Linked DNA regions of Anser cygnoides: region 1 is linked to region 2. The links are chromatin contacts, called in public Hi-C maps. All regions are on one chromosome and are shown on one strand. The core of a region is the stretch at or near the end of the contact, and the rest is flanking DNA. Distances in the headings are between cores, read along the strand shown. Region 1 overlaps ST3GAL5 (ST3 beta-galactoside alpha-2,3-sialyltransferase 5). Region 2 overlaps POLR1A (RNA polymerase I subunit A).

Evidence for each region. A called contact is a pair of places that touch in the nucleus more often than the background predicts.
Region 1: a contact with region 2 is called in a Hi-C map of fetal liver, with 2.2 times the contacts expected there. The contact joins two enhancer-like sites. A contact is called at or near these places in 4 of 7 Hi-C or Micro-C datasets (fetal liver, granulosa cells and liver).

The regions. Positions count from the first base shown.
Region 1 is chr4:6,406,994-6,410,321 of Taihu_goose_T2T_genome, forward strand. It overlaps ST3GAL5 (ST3 beta-galactoside alpha-2,3-sialyltransferase 5), which reads left to right. Exons shown (of 7, transcript XM_066995575.1): 6 at 2,300-2,458. Among named protein-coding and RNA genes, the nearest start is that of ST3GAL5, 22 kb to the left of the region's middle. Within about 2 kb of position 2,023, at least 1 of the 3 cell types and tissues checked has open chromatin away from gene starts, as enhancers often do. A contact at or near this core is called in fetal liver, where this site is marked.
Region 2 is chr4:6,343,870-6,347,204 of Taihu_goose_T2T_genome, forward strand. It overlaps POLR1A (RNA polymerase I subunit A), which reads left to right. Exons shown (of 34, transcript XM_048047789.2): 29 at 41-154; 30 at 1,034-1,318; 31 at 1,727-1,927; 32 at 2,699-2,816. Among named protein-coding and RNA genes, the nearest start is that of POLR1A, 28 kb to the left of the region's middle. Within about 2 kb of position 1,377, at least 2 of the 3 cell types and tissues checked have open chromatin away from gene starts, as enhancers often do. A contact at or near this core is called in fetal liver, where this site is marked.

The DNA.
Region 1 (3,328 bases), core at 773-3,272, 64 kb after region 2:
ACTGATACTGGTAGATTTCAGACACTAAGCTACGTGACATATTGAGTGTTTAATAAAGTAGAACTAATTTCACATTAGGTTTCAGTGACTTGTTTGAATCTGCAGAGCCTGAAATAGCAATGAGATTTCTGGCTGCTAGTCCCACGTTTTTAACCACTGAGGTCCGTGCTCCTTCAGTGGCGTACTTGCAGTTAATGTATAACTGAAGAACTGCAGTTGTTAGTTCACATTTGTCTGTGGTCTTCCAGAATTAAGAAATTACTCTGCACTTCTGTAAATATTCAATGAGAAATGAGATTCCTAAGGAACTGATAGAAGAGAGCTGTGTTTCCAAACTCTTTAAACTGTTGGTTTTTGCCTCTTTCAGTTTGCAGGCAGGTAGTTTCCATAAGTTGAAAACCCCTAGCTAGGGTTTTCTGTCCACAGATTGGAAACAACCGCTATACATTTTTGAGATAGAGAAGAAAGGCTGTCAAATTTCTTAACAATATGATGCATAACAGTTTAGGTACTCCAAGTTCCCTTTTTAATTCTGTGATTTATTTTTTTTATGACATGAAGGCATATGGAAGGCCTGTTTAATATTGGCTATGACTATCTACTACTGCTTTAGTCCAGGGATATTGCCTTGTTTTGAATAACCAGGGTATGTTTTTTATAGAGGAGATATTCCTGAGTGCAAATTTAAGAGCTGCTGCTGTCTAATGATTTTTTTTTACCAGGGACAAGACAATGTTGGTCTGCCCTGTTGGTCCTGCAGGAGCGTGGTAATTTTGCCAACCAGCAACTTTCTGACTTAAGTTGAATCCCTCTCTTGTTGTACAAGCTGTCTGGCTATTTCATGTTTGAAAGATTTGTTTTTCAAGAATGACTAGTACGAGGACACCTTTTTGAATTAAAATCTATTTTTTGGGGAATGAAAGTATGGTTGCTTTTTGGCATCTACAACATCCTCTGTCAGTGAGTTCAAGTATATGTTTTATGAAAGAGGTACCTTTTATTGAGTTGCCTGTCTTAGGAGCAGAACTGGGTTCATATGCATCAATGTTATGTAAATACCCAATTGAAGAGGAGAATAAAAAACCCAGGGCTATCCCCGTACCAGGTCTTCTGGTGTCTGGTCCCAGTCTCCTTGTCCTGCTCTGTTAGGCTTGTCATCCTGCTCTTTTTCCAAGCTCTTTCCTTGTTACTGTTCACATGCTGTAGATGACTAAACACGATGTTTGTATTTGTGCTGAAAAGGAGCATAAGGAAATGGGATTGCTGGGGTTGCTGCAAAGCAACTTAAATTAACCAGAATTCAAGACCAGACTGCCATGTCTCTGCTCTGTCCCCATCAGTGTCTGTCCATTCCCACCTTTTTCCTTGTTCTGGTGTTTTTGCTGTTACAGAGAGCCAGTTTTGGGAACTGCTCTGGAAGCTGAATGTTTTTACTTATTGTTTCAAATATTAGGCTTTCAGTTGGATCAGCTTCCTGTGCAGGCACTGGTACTTTACTGAAGCGTTCAGAGCACAGGTAGAAAGATGGGACCACAGCAAAATACGTATTTTTTTTTTTTTTACCTACTACATCAGTTTAAGCTGTTGTGGAGTTGTACCTTGGAGCAGGAAAAAAGCCTGTTTATAAAACACAGACCTGTGTTGGAGCTATGTCAGTTTTTATCATATGTGTAGTGTTACATGTTATGTGGAGAGATCTGTAAAACGAGCCTGATCTAGGTGTGTGTGTTTTTTTTCATTCGTATGCATCTAATTGACTGCACATGGCATGAGATCAGAGACTAGTTTGCTGAGTCTAGTGTAAATCCTCTTCTGAAGTGGTACATTTATCACTAGGTGGATGTTGTCAAACAACAGCTGTTCACTTCAAAGCCCGAGCAGTTGTTTTAAGTCCAGCGCTCGCTTCAGAACGACCTGGTTAATGTTTGTGGAAAACTGATTCCCTTTCCCATTTCTTCAAATACTGCTGCTGCTCGGTTGTGCTGGGGAGGGTCCAGAGAACCTGGAGGAGCTGGTGGATATGTTGACTGACTAAACACCAAGCTCAGTCAAATATTCAGAATAAGCAAACTTTCCCCCTGCTACCCTCTGCAATTCCAAATACTTTGAAGGTTTTTCCTCTTCTAAGCCAATCGCTCGAACAGTATGCTGGTATTTCTGAACGAAATCAGCTCTAAGCTGTTTCCTGAGTTTCTCAGTATCAGTGGTGAATTCTGTAACTCATGCCCCATGTCTGCTGTACACTTCATGGTGTCAGAGTTTCCGTTTGGTGAACTATTTTTTTTTTTCTTTCTCTTAGTCTCTGTGGATACGACTTTTCTTTTGGAAGGAGGTTGCTAAGAAAATTCCTTTTACATCAAAACAGTTTCGGATTCTGAATCCAGTCATCGTTAAAGAGACAGCTCTGGACATTTTACAGTTCCCCAAACCTCGATCAATATTCTGGGGTTGGGATAAGGTAAGAAGTTTCATTTTAGGAGAGAAACTGTATGAAAGAATAAAATAAGAAACTGAAAAAAGGTTTTGGTGGTTCTTTCAGTATAGTTCTGTGGGATGTCAGCTGGTCTGAAGTAATGGGAAATTAACTGTCTCTCAGAAGACTTGCATTTTCTCTATTTGTGTAAAATCAAATCAGGATTTCAGTTCACCTTTTTCAGATGAGGCGTTATGCCTGTGCACACTGACATGAGGTGGCCTGCTTTACAGAGCATCCGGATGCAGCAAGGCACAAATTCACTCCAGTAGGGTGTTCACTCACACATCATTTTGATCAGTGTTAAATATTCAAAACAGACATCTAATTGACTGGTGTGTTAAGAGCAGCCCTGTTAAGTCAATCCAGAGATTCCCTACAGACAGATCTGTCTCCAGCAGTGGGGAAAGGATGAGAAGCGTAAAGCAGGCTTCCCTCTGGCAGGTACTTCTGACTGTGGGAATTGCTGCGTACGCCCTAGTGCTCAGCAGTACTGCAGTGAACTACTGCTATATCCTCCTGCTGTGTCCTCAGCTTTGGCAGTGGGATGGAGTGATGAATTGCCTGATTTAATTAAGCACTGCATTTTTGTTAAATTTCAACTATTTGACAAATTGGGCATCCGTAGTTCTCTTGAGCTATGAGAAGTACTGAACAGCAGTAGCCTTTTTACTTTGTGGGAAGGCTGTTAATGGTAACATGCTGCACAAATGTTCTGAAGGATTTTCACATCTTGGAATGTTTATTTATAAATAATGTAATATACTAAGCTGTTTATCTTCTACGTGTATCGGAGTATACTCACCTTCAGAGGCTGTTCAGTGAAAAGTAGTTTCCTGAAGAATACTGCCGGAG
Region 2 (3,335 bases), core at 127-2,626:
CAGAGTCAGCCTGATTGTCTCATCTGTTATGGATTTCTAGGCACAAAATAGTCAGGAAGCTCCCGAAGAGGAAGAGAAGATTGTTGATGCAGAAGCTGATGAAGGGGATGGTGATGCTACAGAAGCAAAACGGAGGAAGAACCAGGAAGAAGAGGTAATGATTTCATAGGTGCTCAGTACTGCACTTGAATTCTGTTTCCACTGTTTTGGTCTGAGTTTGAGAAGGATAATGTCTATAGAAGCTAAACGCCAGCAAGAAAGCCAATAATAATAAAGTAAAAGGCTTAGGGAAGTCATTGGTTTGTGCTGATCAGTTTTAATTTGGATGGGGGGAGAAATCTGTAGCAGGAAATGTGGGCTGAGACTTCTGGTGATGTGCTTATTATGGTTGGGCCTGGTCCCTGTAGTTCTTTAAGAACTCTTATTTTACTAATTACTCTTTTAAGAGCAGTAAAGAACTGTGCAAGTTAGAGATGGAAGAGATCTTTCAGATTTTATTCAAAGCCCCCTTCTTCAGCTATTGGATAGATGCGTCAGGTTGTCTGTGCTGTAGTTCAACTTAACCTTATGTCTTGCTATTTTCACGTCATTAGTTGTGTTTAAAACTACAGTGTAGTTGTTATAAATATTCTGGCTGTGAGTGTTCATTCCATGCTTACTACTTCATAATTATTGTACAAAGAATGGTCAGCTGCAGTTTCAGCAAGAGTAAAATCCTGAGGGACTCCAATCATCAAAGCTAGATTATGGGAAGAGCCTTTTGGGGCTTAAAAAAATAAATAATAATAATAATTCTGCCACAGTGGCAATAAGCTATAGCATCCACGATTGCATCGAGAAATAACAGCAAGAGAAATAGAGACTGAACTGAATCCTGCTGTATTCTCTTTGTAACAGGATGACATTTTCATTGTGTCATAGGCAAGGTACTTGCAACTCATCTGTCAAGAATATTCATGAATAAAACTGCTTCATAGTGTGTTTGTTTCTGCATGTGCTCTGGCCTACGTAATTACATCATTGTTTCTTTTAGGTTGATTATGAGAGTGAGGAAGAGAATGCGGAAGAAAACGTTGCTGAGAATCCAGAAGATGAAGAGGTTGAATCAGACAAAGAAGAGAGGGCTCAAGGTGCTGAGGAAGGAGATCAGAACGGAGCAGATGGTGATGATCCTCAACATCTTTCCTTTACGTCTCAGACTAAAAAAGAGAGAAATCTATTACTCAAGTCAGCGGAGATGCGAATAAATGCTGTTCTGAACAGTCACCCGTCAATTCAGGATTACACGTTTGACACTGAAAACGAACTTTGGTGTGAGGTAAGCTGGTGGTGCCTGGAAGCAGCTGTGTGTGGTTGCACAACAGTTGCACGTAGCCCTTGTAACAGGGCTCTCTTCAGTGGAGTGCTGCTGTTTTGTCTCATCAGCAGTCCCCTATTAGTACAGAGGAGTGGAAGTGCGTGCCTCAGCACAAATGTTCTTCTTGACGCAATTATTTACAGCTGACTTTCAAAACCCCAATGAAACTTTTTTAAAAGACAATTGACATGTTTGTTTATAAATAAATATATTTATGACTATAATTCTAGTCAGACATTTACGTTCCTAAAACACACAATTAGGATAATCCTATTTGTCTGCTTTTTGCCTAAGAAGAAGTAGGTTATTGAGCCTAATGCTCAAGCGTTTTTACAGAAAAACACCACTTTTGTTTTTTTCTCTTTTTAGGTTTCCTTGACACTTCCATTGATGAAGGCGTACTTCGATCTCTCCTCTTTGCTTCTCTCTCTGACACGAAACACGGTCATCCATGAAGTGAAGGGGATCACCCGGTGCTTGTTGAATGAAAGTACCAATAAGCAAGGAGAGAAGGAACTCATTCTGCATACTGAAGGGATAAATCTTGCAGAGCTGTTCAGATACTCTGATGTACGTAGTCTATTTATAATCCTGAACTGGAGTGATCTTCTGTGCTCTACGGAGAGGGGGTGGATGATAGGTGTTAGCAGGGTTGACGTGTAGCCTTTTCAGCTCTTAGGCTTCCTTCCTTCTCCTTTTTTCCCCCAGCTGCGTTCAGAGTTCAGTGAAGCCTTTTCTCAAGGGTAAATTGCAAATTGTTTTTTTGTGCAGCAGCCCAGTATCTAATGACAGATAATTCCACACTATGCTTGTAACTGTCTCTATAAATGTTACTTGAGGGAATTCTTCCATCTAAATGAATTGCAGTACTTGGAGATGAATAGTTCTGTTATGCCATCTAGCCCATAACTCTACAAATAGAGGATTGTTTTATGCTACATATTTTCTACTGCTTTTGTTAAGAGTTCTGGTTGGTTGAGACAGACTGGGCATTACATTTCTTGGAAGACTTCAACATGTCCTTCTGCTGCTAGGAATGGTTAGTTGGTTTGTTTGTTTTCTAAACTCAGGTCAGTTATTTCTGTGCTGAATTTTGATTCCGACCTGTGTATAAACCACAATGATCACTTGCCTAAACATAAATCTCCAGTGTCATTTTTGTCTGTATTTGGCTCTGAGCTACTGTCTTGTTTTTGTGCAACTTTTGGTGGTGTTTAAGCTAATGAAAGGTGGAGGGAAAAAAACTACGTTAGCTTGCTTAGCTTAGCTTAAGCTACTTGGAAAAAATAGAGTAGTTACTGTGCTAGTTTATATCTGTGTTTTGTTTTTTTTGTCTTTCAGATTTTGGACCTGAACAGGCTTTATTCCAATGATATTCATGCCATGGCTAAGCATTACGGTATTGAGTCTGCCCTGAGGGTCCTTATAAAGGAAATAAAAGATGTGTTTGCTGTATATGGTAGGTTTTGTTTGCATCTTTGAAGATGGCCTTTATTATAATTGCCACATTGCTCACAGTTATGTCTCTTCATTTTTTCATCATTCTGATGATTATAGTGCCTTCTGTGAAGAATTCATTATTCAAGTTCTGTTTAATCTGTAGAAAATGCCCTAGACAAGGTTTTTTTTCCATGCATCACAGATTTTTTTCTATTCCATTACTGTGCAAGCTGGAAAGTCCAGAGGAATTAATTATTAACATCTGAGGAACCTTAACTATGTTAGACCAGTGCATAGTGGCCCTGAGAATAGGATTAATCTTGTCTCATTCTAGCTTTTTTAACGATAAGAGTCTAGGGTCCTTTTATAGTTAAATGTATGTAATTCCTAAAATGATAGAAGCTGCATTGATACTGCATTGTCTGAGGGTTTGTCCCTCTGCACTACTGAGAGTCCCAGTTCAGGGAGGATGCCTGGCTTGTTAGGCTGCTAAAGCTTGGCGTGTTGCATTTGCCTTAAGTGAGCTAAGTCACGCTAT